Regions from separate parts of the Danio rerio genome. Here region 2 is linked to region 1. A link is a contact called in public Hi-C data. All regions are on one chromosome and are shown on one strand. The core of a region is the stretch at or near the end of the contact, and the rest is flanking DNA. Distances in the headings are between cores, read along the strand shown. Region 1 holds the start of rps6kb1a (ribosomal protein S6 kinase b, polypeptide 1a). Region 2 holds the start of cltca (clathrin, heavy chain a (Hc)).

The links. A called contact is a pair of places that touch in the nucleus more often than the background predicts.
Region 2: a contact with region 1 is called in a Hi-C map of hematopoietic stem cells, with 4 times the contacts expected there. The contact joins the promoter of cltca here to the promoter of rps6kb1a in region 1. A contact is called at or near these places in 2 of 18 Hi-C or Micro-C datasets (caudal fin and hematopoietic stem cells) and 2 of 4 datasets of contacts at active chromatin or transcription factors (caudal fin and embryo).

Annotation. Positions count from the first base shown.
Region 1 is chr10:33,109,911-33,116,119 of GRCz12tu, forward strand. It overlaps rps6kb1a (ribosomal protein S6 kinase b, polypeptide 1a), which reads right to left and starts at 3,074. Exons shown (of 15, transcript XM_685634.10): 1 at 2,855-3,074; 2 at 600-643; 3 at 394-511. The coding sequence starts at 2,926.
Region 2 is chr10:33,287,903-33,294,111 of GRCz12tu, forward strand. cltca (clathrin, heavy chain a (Hc)) reads right to left here and starts at 3,600. Exons shown (of 31, transcript NM_001005391.2): 1 at 3,282-3,600. The coding sequence starts at 3,323. btg3 (B-cell translocation gene 3) reads right to left here. Exons shown (of 5, transcript NM_001326708.1): 5 at 5,445-6,068. The coding sequence ends at 5,856.

The DNA.
Region 1 (6,209 bases), core at 1,824-4,323:
AAAATGCCATATATAACTCTGATTTAAAGAATTATAATGATTTAATTTAAGCATTGAGATTTATAGAGATGTTGAACAGTATTTAGTCAAGCAATTCAAATAATCATTAAGTAATTTAATTACTTTTCAGACATTTTATTTAGACAAGTAAATTAAATACAACTGTAATGATGTAATTAGTAATTACTTATGTTTAAATGTAACTTTCCCAACACTGTTTACAATAGAACTATTTATACAGTATGTTTCTTTAAATAAATGCAGTTTTGTTGAGAACAAGAGAATGTTTGAACTACAGCTTTCAACTGTTATTTTCTGGCCAACATTGTGTGTCCAAAATACATGCTGTATTTTGGTCACATGCAGGGAGCAAACACTGCTAGTCTTGCTTACCTTTCCATATCCACCTTTACCCAAAACACGAAGCAACTCAAAACACTCTGGACGAATCTTCTCAGTTCCTTGATTTACACTGTCTTCAGAGATCTCAAACTTTTCACAATCTTCCATACTGCTCCAAAACATTCAAACAGAGATATTTAATTGTGGATAAGAGATACAAAGGATATAATTTAGTTTGTCCACTTTGACATACTCACAACTCAAAACCGCTGCACTGGTCTATATATTCATTAATCTTGGCCTGTGGACAAAAAAAAGGAAAACTTGTTTTGTGATTTTAGTAGGTTTACAGAGATTTTTTTACGTGCACTGCAGCTTTTTACCAAATGCACACAGTGTGCAGATCTGACAAAGCTATTTAAGCTCAATCTATAGCAGTGACTGATGCGTACTGGCTCTCCTGCACCAGACAGAGTATCAAGGTCACTGATCGGCTGTTATCACATTACAGGACCCAGTCTAACAATAGTGAGAGTGTCTGACCAATGCAACTCAGACCTGCAATGGATATTTAATGTTTTCTTTTTGTTTCAGTGGCAATGCAAGTGCACAGCCTGAAACTTTCACACACACACAAAAAAAAAAACATGTGTCAAACACTAAACCCCATTGATTATGCAATCAATGAGGTTTAGTGTTTCAAATTAAGTTTAAAGGGACGATACTTCAAAAAAAAGGAAAAACAATATGTTACTTTATAACCCTCTAGTCATCCTAAATGTAGGTGACTTATTTTCTTGTTTAGAACATACATTTTCATTGGTCTTTGGTGATTGATAAAACACAATTCAGTGGCTACTGGCACTTTTGACTCAAAGAAATATATATAATAGAGCAATTCCATGCAAATGTCAACCTTACCATGAAAAAAAATTGCATTTCCACCAAAATATCAAAATCTGCATTTTTTTGTGTGTAAGCAAGTATTTTACAGTGATTTAAAAATATTAAAAAATTGTCACTGTTAATGTTTTCAAATGATTAAATTTGATTAACCAAAATCACACAAGTGCCAATTTTACGTTGGTCACATCCATTACAAAGCTTTTTCCTCATAAATGTAAAAAAAAAAAAAAAAAAAAGTCAAATAAAATAAAATCAATCGTTTTTGTTCTATAGTGAGCCGACTCTTATGCTTTTGATTACCATTGTTTCTTTTGGGTTGTGCAGTTTAATTCACAGAATTTCTACAAAGTACGCTGTATTCTGTAAACTCACAGACTATTTTGGACACATCCATAACAAATGTTTATTTCCTCATTTAAAATATAAAAAATGTTTACAGATTGATATTTTTCTGATCCCTTAACTCTGTGGTTGGAGGTTTTTACAATATAAACCGAAGTTTTAATATACCCTTAAGAAATACTTTCTCTGTGAATTTATGTTTTGAGATTTTACCACAAATGTCACATCCATAATGCTGGAATTGCTCAATAATAAAATTACCAGCAATTCAGCAAGACACACTGATGTCTGTCTAATAAAGCAAACCGGTAATAATATGTGTGAAACTGATTATTCAGACATTATTATCAGTCATCCACAGCCTTGGGTGTGTTCATGACAGCTTCCTATCAGGTACTGTAATATTGCATTTGCTTGTCCAAACTCATGTGCAAGTTAACAAAGTTTGTTTACAACTACATGATACAGGTTGCTGGATTCAAGAAAAGCACAGATAGTACAATTCTGATGAACAATACGGTATATTTCCTCCCTCTTATAGTTGTAAACAAACCGTCAGCTCCTGTGAGTTAGTGAACAATTGTTTTGCTTTGCAACAAAACATTGTCATGAAAGCACACATGATTGTTGGCTGAGGTTGTAGATTAGAAAATGTTCTAAACAATGTTTGTTCTTGAACAGATTAGCAATTTGCTTTATGAGACAGTGTATATTTGGTGACCACAATTTTGTTTTGCATCTATATGTTTATCTTGACTTTCAAAGTTTCAGGTTTCTGAAAAGAAGGCTTGTTGTTGTTTTTTTAAGCTGTCTCAGTTAATCAATAACGTGCTGACCAGCTATTCTGTCCTAAATAATCAGCTAGTAGTTAACATTATATCTGATATGACTAACTTTAGCTAGTGGATGGTTTGTTGCCGTTTCAAGACCCACCATCTTAATAACCAGCCTGAACCAGCTAATATCCAGCTTAGACCAGCCAAAACCCTTAAATCTTTAGCTTTAAAACATGATTAAAAAGAGATTAGTGGACTATTCTAAGCTTTTTCAGACACACCATTGTAACTTGGGTTTAATGTGTTGGACTAATTGAGTGATAACTTGTCAATTATATAATAGCCGACCACGGTACTGTCACACTTTACCATAGTACAGCCATAGCACTTTTAAGCCGTGCTTTTAAAACGGTAAGGTGTTGGCTCTATTCTCAGGCCGGTTCAGTCAATGCGGAAAATCTGAAACGAGCCGGTTAACGGGTACATACCCCGTCGGAGAGCTCCTCATCTGACACGTTGTCCTCCGGCGGGTCCAAATCGATATCAAACACCCCAGCCATGGCCACAGTCTCCTTACTCTCCAATACCCGAATTAAGACGAATCCCGACGCCTCATGATCCAGCACGACTCACCGACGCCATAACCGGCTCCGGTACGCAACGTTCCCCAACGGAGATCAACTACCGGTAAACGTAAATCAGAATGTCACAGGGCGTCAGTGCGCATGCTCAGAAATGTGTAAAACAAAAGTCAACAAACAGATTGACCATTTTAATCAAACAAACACACGAATGTGTTGCTTTTTACTCCGACAGATTCAAAGTCGAGGTAAGAGTGTGTTAAATATAGACACACGTCATTTTGGGTGTTTAGGAAGCTGGTTTTAGGTGTAGTATCACTGAGTTACCAATAGATGTCGACAAAAGACTGGATAATGTTTTGATTGCGTCCATAGCTCCGAACAACTTGTCATGACTTTCAGACAGTTATTGCACAATCGGTCTTGTGATCCTGTGTTTTAAAATAGGTACGACAATAAAATTGTGTACTCTCTATATTAGAATTGTTAGAATTAATAGTTCATATCAGTCAAGTGTGCGATTCTATTTTAATCAGTTTAGAAGTGCTGGCATTCAACAATAGGCTACTTGATTGCAGATCAATATCACGGTCACTTCATAATAGTGAATTCAGATATACAAATACAGACTTGTTATGTCTCCGTCCTAATATTAATTTGATCTAATGTCAGCTGAGTTGTCAGCTAATCCAATCTTTAGTCATTCTTAAGCATCGTCATAGTATGTTTCGTTTAATTTGTCAACACTCCTGTTTTCTAGCATATCCAAAATACTCTGGTCCTCTAAATCTTTTATCAATTTCTATTTTCTTTCCATTCTATCTTTTATATACAGTTGAAGAATTATCAGCCCCCCTGTTTATTTTTTCCCCATGCAATTTCTGTTTTACGAAGAGATTTATTCAACACATTTCTAATAGTTTTATTAACTCATTTCTAGTTACTGATTTATCTTTGCCATGATGACAGTAAATAATATTTTACAAAATATTTTAAGACACTTCTATACACCTTAAAGTGACATTTAAAGGCGTAACTAGGTTAATTAGATTAACTAAACAGGTTAGGTAATTAGGCAAGTTATTGTATAACGATGCTTTGTTCTAGAAAATCGAAAAAAATATATAGCTTAAAGGGGCTAATAATTTTGACCTTTAAAATATATTTTTAAAAAGTAATAACTGCTTTTATTCTAGCTGAAGTAAAACGAATAAGACTTTCTCCAGAAGAAAAAAAATATTATCAGACATACTGTGAAATTTTCTTTGCTCTGTTAAACATAATTTAGGAAATATTTGGAAAGAAAAACAATTTAAAGGGGGCAAATAATTCTGACTTTAACTGTGGTATATTAAAGCATGTAGCAGTTTTATCTCTGTTCTATCTACTTTTGCCAAATGATTAGTTAAAATGTATAACAACAATGTAATATACTAAAATACCATAACAAACGTACATAAATTATTGTGCCATGAAAATATATCTATCCTGGAGTTGCATTGACTATTGGATTATTATTGTTTTTGTTTTTTTGTAAAGAGCTATTCCTCTCCTGTCCTACCCTTGCAGCCATTTTAAAGGATAGTAGAAGAAAGACACAAGCCCACACACTACACATTGTTACGAAGTGCTGGATAGCCACAATTCTCTGTTCCTCTTATAACACCACATGAATGGATTACAACGGGCACTTTGTGTGTCACTAAGCAGAACAAAAAATGACTATGCAAATTACTGTTACGGGGACTTTCCAAGGAAAAAACGAGACATAACTCATTCATCTTTCTCATCAAACACTAATTCACTTTTTAACTTGACACTAAAACAGTGCGTATCATATAGTATGGCTGTTTATTTGAAGTGGAATAGGGCTCACTGCTCCCCAAAAATGTGTCCGTTTTCTCCATTCGTGTTTTAATGAAACACACCTGTGGGTTTTGCGTGTCATGGGAATAGTAGTTACAAGCTCATGAGAGTTTACCTGAGGAAAGACACCCATGATTTGCGTCAGGCTGGGTAACGTTTACACCTGGGTCTGACTCAGCCTGGGTGCGCCAGTGTTCTCCTGTTCGCTGACAGCACATCATTCATTCATGTGACGGGACGGGACGGGCCCCTGACTTACCTGGACTTCAACACTTTTCATTATAAGTGCACTTGCTTTTGACAGCTGTGATGAGTTACCTTTACTCTAAAAATTTTGAAAATATTATTTAGCTTGTAGGTCATTGCGTATCTTCTTTTAAAAACATTTAATTAGGATAATGCTATGGTATGACTTCATTTTGACGGTCCCTTTAATACATTTTGTTGAATTTAAGTTACATTGCATCTACATGCCAACTAATTCTCATTAGCTTATAAGTAGGGTTAGTGTAAGTTAGTTGTTGACACGTACTTGCAAAGTTTCTTATAGTTAATAAATGTCTGTTGAAGGAGCAGTATCATATTATAAGTATCAATAATATAAAGTAGGCTATCAGTATCAATATTAAGCAGTCTACTAATACTCCAATGAGAAGTAATCGGCCTTGCAATACAACCTTTAGTAAACAAAATTTGTTTTCAATTAAAATAAAGTGTTATCAGTTTTTAATTTATTTTACTTGAATTTTATTTTGGCCCACTAGAATTAAATAATATACACACAACTCTTATGAATATTATGACAACCTATGATAATGATGGATAAAAGGTCAACCAGGTGGTTAATGCCTGTTAAAGGGTTACATAAAGTTCTTTTAAAATGATCTTAATGCATCCTTATAGATTGGAAAGACATTTAAGACACTAAAAGGGTTACAAATTAATAATCAATTAATAAAAAATGTATAAATATATTTTTTAAAGTATCATACTTTCGCAGTTCATTAAATACATCATGAACTGCATACAGAAGTTGTCTAAAGATGTAAATTTAAATATAATTTGAATATAATTTAAATATAGTTTAATTAGTGCAAATTTGTTTAAATACTTACAGTAGCAGGTCAACTTTAATATTCTGGTTTCATAAAGACCCATTTGAAATGTTTTACAGAAGGTATTCTGGGTGTCTTTTAAGACGTCATTTTATTTTATTTTTGTAAAATAATAATAATAATAATAATTTATTTAGTTAGACCATTATTTGCATAAACACAACCCTAAAAACCTTTAAATTACAAATCTGAATTAAAGATTTAGGTTTAGTGTTTGTAAGTGTTGGTAAAGTGGAGATTTATGATTCATTACAGCAGGAGAATAACTCATTTTGAGAAAA
Region 2 (6,209 bases), core at 2,350-4,849, 180 kb after region 1:
AAGTGTCTGTGCATTTACCACATTTTTATGGTCAAGCTTTGCTTTCACAAATCAGGGTGAGAAACGTGTAATACGTGAAGTGTCAAAAGCTTCTCTCTGTTTGAGCTGATAAATTCAGCACATCGTCTAAATTCATGACTTTGTAAAGCTGTCAGCACATTCTTTTCCACAACCTCCTGTGCTCATTTAACCCTTTTCCTTCTCCGGCCAGAGAAAAGCAGCACCTTGCTCAGCACAAAACCCTTGTGCCTTCTGATAGCCGGAGGTTCTGGGAAGGATACACAATATGCTGAGGCTTGCATCGCACTGCCATCGTCCTCCATAACAGGAAGCTGGAACCCATTGTGCAGAAAGCTAAATCAACATGTTAAGAGGTGTGACCATATGACCATGGGTGACATGTGACCAGATGAGCAGGTTCAATGTGGAAAAGGGAAAACGAGGAATGAGCAGGCAATGAACGGTTTCCACCATAATTCCTGAGTGCTGAGCAGGTTAAAATGGATAATGGATCTCCATCTACACGAGATAGTCATGTGTGATCAGCAGGGTACAGTTCAAAGATCAAGTGCACTCGCACAGCTTCAAGGTAACGTATTAAACAGCATCACATAAAACACAAAATCCATCTGCAGATCATATGACTTGCTTAAATAAAACCCATGCAGACTTAATATTTAAACAGTCTTTTTGTGGTTTAATATTGACCGGCACTAGTCCACAAAGAGATTTGATTAGGAGCACAGCAGTACATATTTATTTAAAACATGCCACATTCTGAATTACACATCTATGTCTGCAATTATATTTGAATCAGAGAACTATAGATTAATGCCGCTGAAATCATCTAGCCAGGTATAAAATATTAAACTATAAATAATGTATACGAACACACGAGTCATTTTCAGCAGTTTTGTAATACATTCCTATCATTATACTATGGCTGGGCAATTAATCGAAAAAGTAATCCAAATCGACATTCAGAATCTATAATCGATCAAACTTTTCCAGGTACATTTTTAAAAATTATTTTCCCTACTGCATGTGGAGTCACGTGACCTTGCTCGGTTAAGGCTAATTTATACTTCTGCATCAAGCGCACATATCGTTCGGCAGGCTTCGTGCCGTCACATACCTGCACACCTTTTTAAAAAAATTAGCTACACATTGCACTTTGCACTACATTGACAATGATTGGAAGCTATGCCAGAGATGCCCTGCATTGCCAAATTTTCTATTACAAAAAAAATATTATTTACATTAATTAATTAAAATATTCAGAGAAGATGCTGCTTATTTTATACTTTTAATATGACAAACATTGAAAATAATTAATTTTGTGTCCAAAAGTGAGAGTTATTTATTTTCACGTTTTTAAGGAAAAAAAAAAATAACTGTTTTGTTTTCATTTCAGTTGTTCAGCGTTGATGCTCACCCTTCATTCAGAAATCTCTTACTTGTAATATGAGCATATTTACTGTACAAAACTTGTCAGTGAACTAAAAGGGCAAAAAAATTATTAATTGATAAATAAAATAATTGCTTAATTGCAATAAGAGTTAAAATGTTTAATTAATCGAGATTTTGATTTTAGGCCAAATCACCCAGCCCTACGTTATACTATAAATTAGTCTGGAACTACAAGATCTCCTTTTTAAGTGTTCTTTGAGGTTCCTGCAAACCCAAATAAGCAGCTCTATTATGTGATTCTCACATCATGAGCAGGTATTTATGGTACTGCCTTCCTTTACAGCACTATGCTACTGACTCCTATTGCACCCTGATCATTAGCTGGCTCTTTACTGACAAAAATAAGTTTTGCATTTGAATTTCATGAAGTTAAAATACCACCAAAGGCCTTCTGGCTCTTTTTTGGACCACTAGGCCCTTTGTGTTTTTTTTTTTTTTTTTTACATTTTATTAAGGTGCACTAATTTAAGATTGGTAAAGTTTGACAAATGTAATTGACACTGATTACTTTCCACACAGACAGTATGGTAGACTTGAACGATCAGCAAAAGTCTGATGTACAAACGATCTGCATGCTTGAAATTGCAAGCTGATTGTTTTAATAGCTTTTGACTGATTAATATTTCTATTTTGATCATTTATTTTTAAATCTAACATTTTCCTTCAATTAACAACATATATTTTCAACGGTTTCAATTTTTGCGACAACCAAGTTTAAATGACTTGACCCCTGGAAAAAAAGTGTTTTGTAACAGATACGAATGGACCAGGATCTATATGACTGTGTTCAAGGATGGAATAATCACTGGATATACTATAAAGTTTGCTGGGTAATTAACTTCTAATGGAGTCTAAACGACTGGTTCCTGTCCGAAGCAAGCTGTGATGGGAACCAGACCTCTTATGATATAAAACTAACAACTGACAAATACAGACCATTATAGATCTGAAACAGTATAAATTTGATTCTACAACAGATAAATCCAGCAGCATGAATATTTGTTTTACATTAAAATGCTTAATTAATAAAAACATTATTGTGTATGAATTGTGGCCAAAATTTAAATACTAAAAAGGCATTAACTGAGTGCCTCAATTGAAAATAAATCAAAAGTAACAGTAAATAAATGCAGGACTTCAGTGCAAATAGTAGCAGATTGCAGAGGCATCATGGGATACACACGTCTATAGGTGGGGCCTATTACACCTGCTACCTGAATCAGGTAATCACCTCAATCCTAAAATCAGTTTGGTTACTTTATGATCGGACAGAGGATAAAACAATAGTGGATGTCTTTTGTAAAATACAAGAATTTATTTATTTAGGAAACAAAGTGTAGGCTTTCCTCTGTAGTTTACTTTTTATAAACACAACTAGAGGCCAAGACAGCTGACCAGTGTAGATAAGCTGAATTAAAGCAAATCTCAATATACTCAACACAATCACTTTCCATTGCCATAAATCTTTTCCAATCGACATTGTAGCTTAAATGTACGAAATTTACATCTATTCCACTTGACCAAACCGTCCGAATGATCGAATAATCTTGCTCAAATACGCTATTTGATAAGGGCAACTAACAAGGTCTCGTTTTTTTCAACGAGACAACCAGTAACGTTAACGTTATATTTATTATTCAGATGGTTACCACCGACAAACGTTAGCTAAGCTAACTCCCCTGCTACTACTACTACAGCTCCATTCATATTCATCGGGGAATGACTTACTAAAGCAGTGTATTACAATTCATCACTTTAAACTCACAATAAAATGACCGAGGCGTCAAAATTAGGTGTTTTTGAGTCCTTACCTGCAGGTGCTCCTGGAATCTGATGGGCAGGATTTGAGCCATGATGGTGGTGGTGGTTCCTCTTCGATTTGCTCTCTAATTCCTGCTATTAGTTCTGCCTTATCTAAACTACTCCAGAGCCGGGGATGAATGGAGGTGGTCTGGTGTTTTTTTGGGGAGGGGGCAGATGAACCGGGAATGTGTTAGGTTTCTCTAGTCGCCCGTTGAATATAAATGAGGCGCTTCAACTCCAGAATGTCAACCGCCGCTGAGAGGAACTCTAGAAACCTGCAATGGCGGCGGAACCCGTCCGGTGGAGAAACGCACCGGAAAGAGACGTAGACCTCAATGGAGGCGGAGGAATATGAGCACCGCGAGGAATATGGATTTTAGTTTGTTTGACAATAAATGTCACCACTTTAGAAATCAAAATACATTTATGGATATTGTATCTGTTTTGTGATTATTTTGAAAGATGGGAGGTGTTATTAAGCTACGTTTAAGCGTAAATGTGTGGGTACTATTTCTTTGCGAATCGCCCTTTGCTTTTTGCCACATCATTCGTCCTCGTGAATTGACGTCAGTTCCGATTTAATTTCTCATGTTTTATTTGTATATTATATGCAGGGGCGTTTCAATGCTTTCATCGGTACGGTACTTCAAGTACTTTTGTGTTTTGGTATTATTGGTATCGCATTTTGGTAGGAAAATGCGGAGCACCGTCGTCTGAAAGCTAAAATGCATCTCTTGAAACCTAACCAAGATCCTTATCACATGGAAACTACAGGGTTCACGGAAAGGTTTTCTTTTAATTGATTGTAAATAAATAAATTACTATTCGTGTTGTTTGCGCTGAAACCAGTTCACTCTAGCGGAAAAACCCTCCGAACGGAGATTTGCTGAGACCTGCTCGATTCATTCGAACTGAACCACGACCCGTTTCTGGCCCTTTTGCTTAATAGCCTGGTCAGTTCATGAAAAAGAACCGACTCGGAAGAACATGTTGGTCAATTACTTTTTTTAAAATATCGAAGCAAATGTAACACAGCTTTAATTTTTCTCAGTAACTTAACATTGTAACATGTTCTGTTTTTTTGTATTTTTCCTGAGCAAATAATGATCTTAAATCAATGATCATAAATCACAGATCATTAATACCATTTTCAACATCCAGATCTTTTTGAATTACCGCATCTCTGTTTAATGTTTTTTTTTCATATTTATTTTGTTTTGTCACTTTATGTACACTGGAAGCTTCTCTAGCCAAAACAAATTCCTTGTATGTGTGAAGCACACTTGGCAATAAAACAGATTTTGAAAAAGTACCAAGACACCCACTAAATTGTCATTCAAAAACAACAAATGACACTAAAAATCGTGTCAAGCATGTTGAGAATAATTATTAGAAAACTGTAAAAACACAAATTATAAATCAGAATCTTTAGAATTCGCCAGATACATTTGTGAAGTATTTAATAATATAAAATGTAACAAAATGTAGTGTTCAAAAAAAAAGAACATAGAAAAAAAACATAGATTTACAATGTTTCTGAAACGTTAAGCAGGGTTCATTCCGCTGTGGCGACCCCGGATTATTAAATGGACTAAGCCGACAAGAAAATGAATAAACGTACATTAAGCACTTATTTTAAATATGCCTTTAAATTAAACGTTCAACTGTAAACACCTGAACAAACTAATCTTGAGTAATTCCAAAAAATTAGGTTAGGTTATCATATGGTGCACAGTAGATACACTATACTAACAGAAGGGAGTGAAAGTAAAGTGAAGTAAATTGGTTAAGCAATTCCTCCCTCCAGTCTGTAATGGTGGGGCTGATAGCCATGAATTGTAGTCATTTCCTCTTAAACTTGGTCAGGGTTTGTGTGTGCTCCATCATAAAGAAGGTGTGGCCAGAAGAATGAACTTGTTGATCTGACTTGTAAAAAAACATGTATTACTTGTGGATCCCAAAAACAGAAGAAAAAAATAATAATTCAGGTGCACTGCTTGAGAGAATGAGCTTATTAAAACTGTACTATGAAAACAGATCTACAATTATACACTATTTAGATATATACACAAATACCTCGTTAAAATACGCAGTTATGAAATGAAATAGTATGTAATACTGCCATCTAGTGTTCTTTACACAAAACTACAAACAACAAAAAATACAAAGACTTCATGAAAACGTCTTTTTAATGTTATTCATAATTTAAGTGGTCTATGCAATACATAATAGTTTACTGTGAATAAATAAAACATGATGTAAAGTGTTATCAAATGATCCCATATAACAAATAAAGCACAATTTTCCATTACCATAAAAATTGAAATACGCTAAATACTCCTAATCCAATATGTACGAATACACGCTCTATTACAAATACTCTAAAGTGCAAACAGTTACGGTTATCGTTCCTTTAAAAAACAGACGAGTCACAAATTCAAAAAACAGTGACAGTAGAACTACAAAAATACGTTTCTTAAAAAATTTGGTCAGTCGTCTTAGTGGTAACTTCAAAAAAACACTTTTCAACGTAACACCCCTCACACTAACACCGATGAACTAACATGCTGTAGTAAGAGTGGTCACTGAAGCTGGTGTAGTAGGTTTGAATTGCTGGCCCAGTAGCCGGGTTTGCTGCGGTAGCCCTGCTGGACCCAGCTGTGTGCTTTAAAGGAATGGTTGGGTCTACAGGGGGGGCGGATCATGTAGTGCGGCCGCTGAGGGTAGTGCCCTTTCCCCAGGCCAAATTTCTTTCTTGGTACTGGATGCCATCCTGGGGCACTGGCATAAACAACCTTTTAATAAGAAAAAAGATAACAGAAAACATTGTTAGAGACAACAGTGACATCTATTTGTGCATTATATGTAACTAATAATAAAATCTCAAATGGGTAAAGTTGAAATTTAACTGTGGCACAATCAGTGAGATGTATAAT